Linked DNA regions of Mus musculus: regions 1 and 2 are each linked to region 3. The links are chromatin contacts, called in public Hi-C and HiChIP or PLAC-seq maps. All regions are on one chromosome and are shown on one strand. Each heading gives the region's core, a stretch centred on a gene start, on an enhancer-like site or on the middle of the called end of the contact. The rest is flanking DNA. Distances are from core to core; before and after follow the strand shown. Region 1 has its middle 60 kb from the start of Gnl3l. Region 2 holds the start of Fgd1 (FYVE, RhoGEF and PH domain containing 1). Region 3 holds the start of Fam120c (family with sequence similarity 120, member C).

The links. Hi-C and Micro-C count contacts between places; a contact is called where the count stands out from the background. HiChIP or PLAC-seq counts read pairs in DNA pulled down with a chosen protein or histone mark.
Region 1: an H3K27ac HiChIP or PLAC-seq map of embryonic stem cells shows a contact between it and region 3, with 5 times the contacts expected there. The contact joins the enhancer-like site here to the promoter of Fam120c in region 3. A contact is called at or near these places in 3 of 39 promoter capture datasets (the C10 cell line, embryonic stem cells and stem cell-derived epiblast-like cells), 4 of 484 Hi-C or Micro-C datasets (all in embryonic stem cells), 5 of 115 datasets of contacts at active chromatin or transcription factors (embryonic stem cells and stem cell-derived neural progenitor cells) and 1 of 9 other capture datasets (embryonic stem cells).
Region 2: a contact with region 3 is called in a Hi-C map of uterus, with 7 times the contacts expected there. The contact joins the promoter of Fgd1 here to the promoter of Fam120c in region 3. A contact is called at or near these places in 4 of 484 Hi-C or Micro-C datasets (embryonic stem cells and uterus), 2 of 115 datasets of contacts at active chromatin or transcription factors (both in embryonic stem cells) and 2 of 9 other capture datasets (liver and pancreatic islet).

Annotation. Positions count from the first base shown.
Region 1 is chrX:150,955,772-150,959,100 of GRCm38.p6, forward strand. No RefSeq gene overlaps it. Among named protein-coding and RNA genes, the nearest start is that of Gnl3l, 60 kb to the right of the region's middle. Within about 2 kb of position 1,325, at least 120 of the 459 cell types and tissues checked have an H3K27ac peak or open chromatin away from gene starts, as enhancers often do. A contact at or near this core is called in embryonic stem cells and stem cell-derived epiblast-like cells, where this site is marked.
Region 2 is chrX:151,045,410-151,048,738 of GRCm38.p6, forward strand. It overlaps Fgd1 (FYVE, RhoGEF and PH domain containing 1), which reads left to right and starts at 1,761. Exons shown (of 18, transcript NM_008001.4): 1 at 1,761-2,572. The coding sequence starts at 2,266. It overlaps Gm46690 (a long non-coding RNA gene), which reads right to left and starts at 683. Exons shown (of 2, transcript XR_001782846.2): 1 at 1-683.
Region 3 is chrX:151,342,833-151,346,527 of GRCm38.p6, forward strand. Fam120c (family with sequence similarity 120, member C) reads left to right here and starts at 1,391. Exons shown (of 16, transcript NM_198105.2): 1 at 1,391-2,104. The coding sequence starts at 1,418.

The DNA.
Region 1 (3,329 bases), core at 75-2,574, 390 kb before region 3:
GTGTGTTTGCCTTGCCCCAAAGGTCAAGACTAATAATAAAGTTGAGCTGAGCAGCAGGGCAGGAAAATTAAACCCAGCCTGGAGACAGACAAGACCCAGCGTCACCAGAGTCAGTTTCTGATTTGACCTCTGATGTCAACTAGTATAATCCCTTTTGGGAAAGCGGGTCGACAAAAGCCTAAAAAAAATGTTCATGGTATTTTTCCCAGAGATTTTGCTTCAGAATCAATGACCATTTATCTGTGTCCCCTCCTGAGAAATAAACATTCTAAACACAAAATTATCCCTTGTGGGGCCCTTTGTTTCTCTGATGAATGACTGGGAAGCAGTCTTCGCATCCAACAAAAGTAAAAGGGTTAAGCACAGCTGTCTACAACTATTGCTTAGGGATGAAAGCTGTGGAGATTCTATAGCAACAAGGAAAAATTATTATTCTGTAACTAAGGATACAGGGCTATGTGTATACTCTGATTGCAACAATGTAAAAATTGTGGGGGCATAGGATTGGCTAGGAGGACATTTAAATTTTCTTCTCTGTGAAGTTAAAAATTAAGATCCAAACATTGTCATTTATGAATTATCCTCCAGCTGTTGACTTATTTAGCCAGTCTCATCTTTCAGTCAAGGGTCTTAATCATATGTCTGTTTTCTATCAGTTCTTCACTGAGTGCTGCTCTGACAAAGGCCAAGCCACCACCAAGTATCCATTTTCTCTCATATGTCGAGGCAAGAAAGGTAGGATAAAAAAATAAATTAAAAAAAAAAGCTTTCAAAACATATGGTGCAGACTGCGTGGAGCCCACTTGGAGTCTTTTGCAGGCATGGTCACCCCCTGGTGGCGACTCGCCTGGTCGGTCGCCTTCGGGTGGACAGCGGGCTCACCTCTCCCCGGCCCAGCCCCAGCTTTTTTCCTGGCGTCCAAGACTCCTCCCTTTCTGTCCTTCTGGGCGGACTCTCAGTGGTCTGCACCGCTGGCACGAAATCCCCACCAGGTTGCGCTCTCACACCTTCCTCACACAGTCTCCTCCAGCTGCAATGACGTCTTTGTCAGTGGTTCGCATGCGCACTCGCCACCGACCAATGATGGACCGTCACTGCCATAGGCCCCAGGGCCTCCCCTCTGATTTTTCCCCGTAATTGAAAAAAAAAAATGGAGAAAATCTAGTACTAAGGCCATCCTCCAAATTCGAGGTTCTAAAAGACAGTGGCACACACAAAAAGCTACAGTCTCCAAGCCAACTACTTGTTTGGCCCCATCTTAACAATATCCACAGCTCTACAGCACAGACTGCCCACCCTGCCAAAGCCTGGTGGCCCCCTCCTCCAGACATCCAGATGAGGCTCCGCCCTCCTTGCTGCTAGCCAGCTGAGTGTGAACACCAGGGCAGGCTAACGCTAGGCTGATGCAATTTGGAAGCTAGTGGAGAACATCTGGTGAATGGGGTGCTGGGAAGAAAAAGAGTTCCTGCAGTAGCTCTCCCCGCAGTAAGCCCATTTCTGTAAATGCATACAAACCTCGGAGGCCTACCTAGGGTAATGCGTCAGAATTACCTACAGGGCTTGTTAAACCAAGACCATCGGGAGTCAGGAACTGTCGGGGATTCTGTGTCCATTGGTTTAAAACGTGCAGGAGGATCACGAGTTTGAGGCCAGTCTGGATGCTGTATTCAAAAAACAAACAAACAACAACAACAAAAACAGGTTATGCTACATACTTACAAATTGATATGAAAAGATACTCCGTGGTGGGGGCAGTACATTATCCAAATGATACACAGACACCTCAAAAGTCTTACTTCTCCATAAAAACACTGCAGACTAAGCAGAAACCAACTTGTCAAAGCACTAAGAACCAAGAAAAGGGTTTACAGCAACTAAACAAATGTTGAATTTAAAAAGGCAATTTTAAAATGGTAGGTATCTTAGTTATGGTTACTATTGGTATGATAAAACACCATGACTGAAAATCAAGTTGGGGAGAAAAGGGCTTACTTACACTCCATATCACTGTTCATCACTGAAGGAAGTCAGGACAGGAGCTCAAACAGGGCTGGAACCTGGAGGCAGGAGCTGATGCAGAGGCCATGAAGGGATTACTCCTTCCTGGCCTTGCTCTCCATAACTTGCTCAGCTTTCTTATAGAACCCAGCACCGCCAGCCCAGGAGTGGCACCATCCACAATGAGCTGGGCCCTCCCCCCCCCCCCCCATTGATCACTAATTAAGAAAATGCCTTACAGCTGGACCTGATGGAGGCATTTCCTTGACTGAGGCTCCTTCCTCACTGGTAACTCTAGCTTGTGTCAAGTTGACACCAAACCAGCCAGCAGAATAGGAAAGCTTATCAGAATCTTTACTTGGTCCCCAGTACATAGGTGGTCTTGAAAAGAGAAGCCTGAATTCCCATGTGTAAGCCTGACATTTGGTTCTGAGGGAAAAAAGCAGACTCGCTGGGTAAGTTACCCTTCACTTGTGTTCTAACTTGCTGAGATTTGGAGGAGTGACAGAGGACACTGGACTCTGTTTCACCCCACTCAGAATTCGGGAGGGGAGAGGAAAAAGGATCAAAATAGAGTGTAGGAAAAACTTTAAGTGAAAAGCCCCATCATATACATGTATGATATTTTCAAAAAATAAATGATTTTTTATTTAAAAAATGAGATTGAATTCCTCAAAATTAATATGAGAAAAACTAGGAATGCATAGATGCCTGGAGTAAAAGACTGAGCCAAAATGTAAACTGGACCACTTAAAGTCTGCGAGCAAAGCTGAGGTGGGTTTCTTTGAGAAACTGGAATATTCAAGAGAAAAACATAAATGGCAGAATTCAGAAAATGTGCTCAGAAAAGAACTGGGCCATCACCTTGAGTGACTCTTAAGGCAACACTACCCTAAAACAGAGCAGCTTTTGCAAAAATAAGATAAGTTTTCTCTATTACTTTTGGCATTTTTTGTAAATTTGGTTGTTGGTTCGCTGGAGGCTTTGGGGAGGGAGTGTATGTGTGTTTTGGCTCTTTATGTTTAGGAAATCTCTATAAAAACACCAACTAAGAAAGAGAGACTTCAGTGAGTACACATAAGGAATACAGTGTTCACAAAATTAGTTTGGAAAAGTCACCTAACAAACACTAAGGCTTTCAAAAACAGCAAACTCAGAGCGAAGGGAAGAGGAACTATAATTTGCAGCATTAACATGTTAAGATATTCAAATGTATTTTCCTTTGTCTGGTCTTGAACTTAGATCCTTCAGCCTCAATCCCCATCTAAATGTAAGGTTTGCCACAAAAATTAAAAATCACAATGCGTGTTAAAAAAAAAAAAACACACAGA
Region 2 (3,329 bases), core at 511-3,010, 300 kb before region 3:
TGGGGGGGGGAGGTGTAGAAGAGAGAGAGAGAGAAAAGAGCCAGGGTATAGCTTAGATCTCTACTTTGACCAAGATCCTTCACTTAGGTAAGGTACAGCTCATTGAGAGAGGATTTCTTGAGTTGGGAAAGAACAGAGATTCTAGGTTTCTCTAGGATTTTCAAACAATGTTGTTTTCTAACCAGCTGAATGTCTGGGCCAGGAAAAATGTTTTGATTTGAAGTATTTTAGAGTAACTATCAAAGAAGTAATAATTGAAGCCATAGAAGCAAATGAGATATTGAGGGAAAGACCAGAGAGAGTGCGTGGGAAGACAGAGCTCAGGCCAAAGCTCCCAAGAACACTACTAAGACGAGGAGGAAACTGAAAAGGAAAAAGGAGAAAAATAAGCATGATATGTCATAGGGAAGCAATTTCAGGAGAAGGGAGAGGTCACTGGTGCTACCTGAATGCTAGCAAGTCCAAGTAGGATGACCTCTAAAGAGATTCTTTTCGGTTTAGTAACGTAAGCTATGGAAGACCTTGATAAGAAAAATAGCTTGGAAGAAGTAGTAGAGGTGAGTTGTAGCAGGGTTAAAGATAAGTGGGAGGTAGGAAATGGGACACTTGACTATGAGCAAGTCTTGAGTCATCTGTAAAAAGAGAAGAGAGATAACTTTTGGTGCTTGTTTTTTTAGATGGGAGAAGATACCTGACTGTTTAAAGCCCAGAGCGAAGGGACTCGGAACGAACTCAGAGGTCTGTTGCTAAGAATTCCAGACCTTTCTTCTGGCGTCTTCTGTTCACTCCATGTAAGTAGGACATGGGCTTATCAGCTAAGTACCGTGGGACGGAGTTGGGGGCACAAATCAAGATCTTGGGGAGACTAGATTTGATATGGCCACCATGGATGAGAGTTATCTAGGCAATGGGGGTGAAACAGAAAAGAAAGTTGACTACTAGTAGGGTGTCGGGTCAGTTCTGAGGGACTTGTAGAAGCTGGGAAATGAGGGTTTATCATGACACAAATGTGGAAAATTGTAGTGTTACCCAGTAGTGTTCAGCTGCCTGGGCACAAGCATGGAAAAAAAGGCAAACAGTTGGACTGGTTCAGTTTTGGGTTGCTGCCAGCCGGGTAACGGACAAAACAAGGGACCGCGACAAAAAGAGTGGAAAAGTAAAGGGCCATGAGATCTGGTCTGAGAAAATAAGTACTAAAGGATCGCTACGTGCCAAGCCTAGCTTAACTCTGGGACATGTGGAAAGGCTTCTGGGAAAGAGTGTGATGGGAGAGCGGAAGAAGGCATGAGATGCGACGGAAGGGTCGATTTCGGAAATTGGGCCCAGAGACTCGCCTCTGTGGGACCAAGGAAGGATGGGAAGGAAAGCTGAAGGGCCAGCAGAAGGAGGGCCTTAAGCTCCTAGCAGTTAGAGGTGAAACTGGCCCTAGCGAGGGGGCGTGGCCAAGCTCAAATCCCGACGAGGGGGCGGGGCTCCAATAACTGGGTCTCAGCGCCGCGGTGGCTGCGGCTGTCTCAGCAACGGCTCGCGCCTCCCCATCCCCCAGTTCCCAGGGCTCTTCCCGCCTGCCGCGGTGCAGACCCAGGACGAAGGCGGAGAAGCCCGGTCCAGCCCGGTCCTCCGCCCGCACGGCTGGAGCATCGTTCCGGAGGACTGCCCGAAGGCAAGCCTCGCAGCCGGAGAGCGCGGCGCACACGCGCGCCTCCCGGCCGCGGCCGTCCTCTCTTCCCTCCTTCCTCTCCTCTCCCCCTCCCCTCTCCTCCGCCCCCAGCCTCCGCTGCGGCGGGAGGAAGAACCCTTCCCGACTAGCCCAGAGAACCCAGGTCGATTCTCATTCCGGGAGAAAGAGACCCCCCTCGGTGGGATCCGGCTGGCCGCTCGCCCCCGGCTACGGAAGTGACTGGTCATCTATTAGGAGAGCTCGTGCCTAGCGCAGCCCCCGACCCTCGCCTAGCCGCAGCCGCATAGACAGCGCTCCCCAGCGGGCCCCCGGCCCCGCCGAGCCCACTCCCCGCTTGGGGCCAGGGCTGGCGATGCCTGGCGCGGCAACGGCGGTGGCCGCGGCTGCTGCTGCTGCTGCCGCCACGGCTGCTGGCCGGAGCCCGGGTCGGGGGCTCGAGTCTCCGCAGTGGGGCTGAGCCCGCAGCCCCGCCCCCCGAGCCTGAGGCCGCTGCTCCGCCGGGCGCCGGGCCTTCTCCGCCCGCGCCTCCGCCCCAGGAACTGGAGCCAAGCGGGGAGCCCGGGCCCCGCGCCCAGGCCCGGACCATGCATGGCCACCGAGTCCCGGGGGGCCCTGGGCCTTCGGATCCCGAACGCTCAGCGGCAAATACCCCCGGTGCCGCTCCGCTGGCCTGTGCCGACTCGGACCCTGGAGCCTTGGAACCCGGGCTGCCGGTGAGCAGGGGCTCAGGCACGGCTCTTGGAGGCCCTTTGGATCCTCAGTTTGTTGGACCCTCGGATGCCAGCCTGGGAGCGCCTCCAAGCTCCCGGGTCTTACCCTGCGGCCCTAGTCCTCAGCACCACCGGGCCCTGCGCTTCTCCTACCACCTGGAGGGCTCGCAGCCTCGGCCTGGTGAGTGATCCAGACAGCATGGGAACCTGGGCCACGGGCCTGGTACCGGGAACGGGTTCTTGTTCTAGGACTTGGAGCCGACATGCTCACCCTAGCCCCTTGGGTCCCCTCAACCCCTACCCCCACCTCCTGCAGTATTCGGTCCAGTCCTTTCAGCCTTTGCCCCTTGCTCTTATCTGTCCCTTGCGCCCTCAAGCCTTAAGACTCCTTTCTCTTCTAACTGTTGAGGCTAACAGGAGAGGAAGCACTCCAAGAAAAGGGGGCAGGATTTCAGGGCAGCAATGGGGATGTGGTTGGAATAGGAGAAAAGAAGTCTCCCATTAGCTAAGTGACTACATTTGTGCATGGCACTGAACTGGGTACTTTTACAAGGGTTTTTGTTTCAGCTTCAGGAGCCATCTGTGAAGTGGATATCATCAATTACATTTTTAGGGGTGCAGACTGAGGCTTTGAGAAGTAACTTGTCCAAGGTCACACTGTCATTATGGTGCCTGGATTTAAAAACAGATCAGAGTCCAAAATCTGTGGTCTTCCCGCTTCCCCAAACTGAAGCTGGAGAGTAATGCAAGCTTTCTCCTTATGTGATTTCCCCTTATACGACTCAGTAGCCCGAAAGTATGAGCAAAAGAGAGAGGGAGATGGTGGACTGATCCTAGATTGTGCTTCTGCTAGGTGTGTGTGGCCACAGGACAAGGGGAGGAAGAGGTAGGGGGTATTGATGAGAGAGAAAGGTGGAGCTGAGCCTGGAGGAAGGGGC
Region 3 (3,695 bases), core at 141-2,640:
TTCATTTACATTTCAAATACTATCCCGAAAGTCCCCTATACACCCCCCACCTCCCTCTCCCTTGCCTTTCATGTTGTCTCCCATCCCTGCTATTCTGGATCTACTACTCTTATGACAAACCCGGTTTGGAATTTGCAACCTGTTTTTGGTTTCATCCTATCAAACCATTCTGATGTCATTCCTGGGGTTCTGCTCTTTTATGTTCTGTAAATTCCAAGCCAGATAGATACAACTACTCTGCATGCAGATCTTGTTTTCTGCTGTAGTCTGGCTGAAGTAATGGGCCCTAAAACTTGACAGAAGACAGACTCTACATGGATTTCATTGGAGAAGCATGCTGAAATGTACTTTTCAAAAGACTGTGATCAAATTAGAACCTTTGCAGCTATTTTGAATTGTTCCCACATGGACACATTTAGTAGGTTGGAAAACAAAAAAAATCCCCTAACCATATGGCATAGCTTAGTGAGTACCAATAAGGTCCAAGTTGTAGTTGAATTTGAGTGGGTGTTTAATCTCCCTGACCAGAGATCCTGAGGCAAATTATAGGCAATTTCATTTTGTCTATGCATTCATTGTCTTAAGTAAATGTTTTACCATTTGTAAGGTGGATAACTCTTCAAAGTATGACAGTAGATGTTAGCGGTTTTTATGTATCATATGTGTTCTTCTCCTTTCGTTAAAAGTTGTGCATATCATCTTTTCAATGGAAGGGAAATTTCTCCCTTTCAGGGAACTTTAGCTCACTTTAGCCAAATTCTACTAATCCACAGTACTTCCTTTCCCATGATGCATCATCTCCATTTCTTTCCCTGGGCATGGTGGTATAATATCCTGAGGCAACTCGGTTGGATACTAGGAGTTCTGGTACAAATCCTATACACACATTTTCTTGGCCCGCTTCTTCTGACACTATGAGCATCAAGGCCTGACAGGTGTGATCCTCTGGTTCTAAGACTGCATCCTGAGGCCATCCGGGAAAAGACTACAACTCCCAGGATGCTCATCCGCCCCGCCCCTGTACCCCTCCCCCAGCTAGAAAGCGAGTATCACAGAGAAGACGAGGCAACATGGCTCCCGGAGGTGGAAGGCAGAGGCTTCACCCCCTTTGAAGCAGTGAAGAAGAGCAGCGGAGGGGAACGGGAAAAGAGGAGTGACTACGACTTTGTCATCGCTTTTATCTTCCCAGCCTCTTCTGAGTCTGGTCAGCCTCACCTCTGCTCTCCACCCGCACCCAGTCTGTGGTCTCCTCCCCTCCCCGCCCACGTTCCCTCGCCCCTCCCGTTCTCAAACCCTCTCTCCGCCCCCCTCGCCCCTACCCCCCGCGGAGTGCGCACGCGCCCGCCTCCAGCTTCGCGCGGGGATCGCCGACTGGCCCGCTTGCGCAGCCGCTGTTCCTTCTACCCACGGAGGAAGCATGGGCGTCCAGGGCTTCCAAGAGTTCCTGGAGAAGCGCTGTCCCGGGGCTGTGGTGCCTGTGGACCTCCTCAAACTCGCGCGCACCGTCTCGCGCCAGCAGCAGCAGCAGCACCTGCACCGCCAGCTGCCGCCAGCAGCCCTAGCGCCAGGGGCTCCACGCATCACCAGGGGCTCTGCTCCTCTGCCGCCGCCGCCGCTCCCGCCCGCTGCCTTTGGTGCTTACTCCGGGGGCGCGGGGCCGTCTCGGCACCATCACCCTGCTCACCATTTCCACCACCATGGCCAAGCGCCGCCAGGGCTGCATCCGCCGCCGCCCCCTCCGCTGCCTGGGGCTCGGGTATTGGTAGACGCGGGCTCGGCGCTGCCGCGGCTCTATGGTGGCTACCAGACGGATTGGGTTTGTGGCGGCCAGTGGAATGCCATGCTGGGCTACTTGTCAGCGCTGTGCCAGGCTTGTGCCTATCCGGGCGGAGACGGCCTGGAGCTGGTGGTCATGTTCCCTGGGGGCCTGGGGAAGGACCGACTGGCCGAGTGGGGCCGTCGGTGCCAGGCGGAGCGGCAGACTGCGCAACTGATCGTGGGACACGTGGGCAACAAGGGCACCCCTCCACCGCGGGCCTGGTTCCTGCCACCTGCCTGTCTGAGCCACTGCGTGAGGCTAGCACTCATCCGCTTCCGGGTCAAGGTGAGGGAGGGGTTAGATTTTTAAATGAAATGCCCCACACCTGTTCCTTCCAGACTAAACACCTAACCATTCACCGACCTACCTGCCACCCACTCAGTCAGCTAACTTACTGGCGACCATTTTATCCCCTCGTGCCCCCGTCATATGGCCTATTAATTCCCTTACCTACATGATTGTATCTCTAGCCATGCCATCCCCGTAACCCCCTTTACTCACACAATTGGCCTACCTGTTGGTTCTAGCAGAATTGACTCAAAATTCCTCCGGGCTTCATGTTTCTCTTGCTATCATCCCCCTCAAACTGAAATATGTTTTTTCTTCATTTTCCAGTTGACATTCCCTCCCCTATATCTGTTTTCAACCCCATGGCAAATAAAACAGATGTTAGTCGAACACCTTTGTTCTATAATTTTCCCCCATTTGACACCTAGTACTTCTTTTTTCCCCATCCATTGAGCCCTTTTCATTTCAACATGCTTTTATCTTGGCATGCCTTAGCCCAAACAATTCACTGATTGAGTCACTATTCAGGAAGATGAACACGCTCAGTAGGGGGTTTCAAAGACGGTTGGGGGTGCGGGGAGGGGCTCTCAAAAACCCCAAGACGCCATTCTTGGCTTTGAAAGATCAAATGCGCAGCATTTACTTGCTGGTGTAAATATGCATGGTGATTCTGTTTTCTGGTATGTAAGTTGCCAGTTTGGGTAGGTGGGTGGGGTGATAATCTGTGGGTTAAAATGGTCCTGGGAAACTTCCTGAAAAAGATAGACTTGGAGAATGGGCTAGATCTGAATGGTTCACAGGTTTTGGAGGAGGTTGTTTAATTAAAGAGGTTGAAGCAATCGGGCAGAGGCAAAAAGAAATACCAAGTTCATGAGGCTCCATGGGTTTAAACCGAAGGCCAGCCTCTGAGTAGTTGAGCCACTGCATATGGAGCCTGGGGAAAAGCTTGGCAGCATCCCCGGGTCTTGGCACCACTGCTATTACGCTGTTGCTTTCCCATACTCTTAGGTTTCAAGTTCCTACGTGTAGAGAATAGCAAGGCTTGAGAAGTAAGGAGGTAGGCAGGAAGAAGGAAAAGAAAAGCGTTACAGGGTTAGGTGGGAAGAAACTGCAAACCCATTTTCTAACCAGAGTTTTGGGGGGAATGTCCTTTCAGGATTGGGGACTTGGGGATTCTGAAAACAAAACAGGTGGCAGCTGGTGGGGTAAGGAGGGAACAGAGACGGAAAGATCTGCTACATGGAGAAGTTTGCAATGGTTATAGAATGTGACTAGAATCCTACTATGCTAGATATACAGAACTCAGCACCAAATTTATGCCTTTTTAAATTTGACAAGCCATTAATGGGCTGGGGGCATAGCTCAGTGGTAGTGTCCTTACTAACCAGGAGGCCCTTGCTTCAATCTCCTGACACCATGCATGCAAAAAAATCTAATCATGAGCTAACTTAAAATATAACTGTAACAAAACCCCACTTGCCTGTTCTCCTGACTGAACATTTTAAAGCAGAGTCACTTACAGGCTTTCCTTCCAAGTTGTTTTCAATGGCACCACCCAGGCTTTAAGAACTTTTTTTTTTTTACCCTG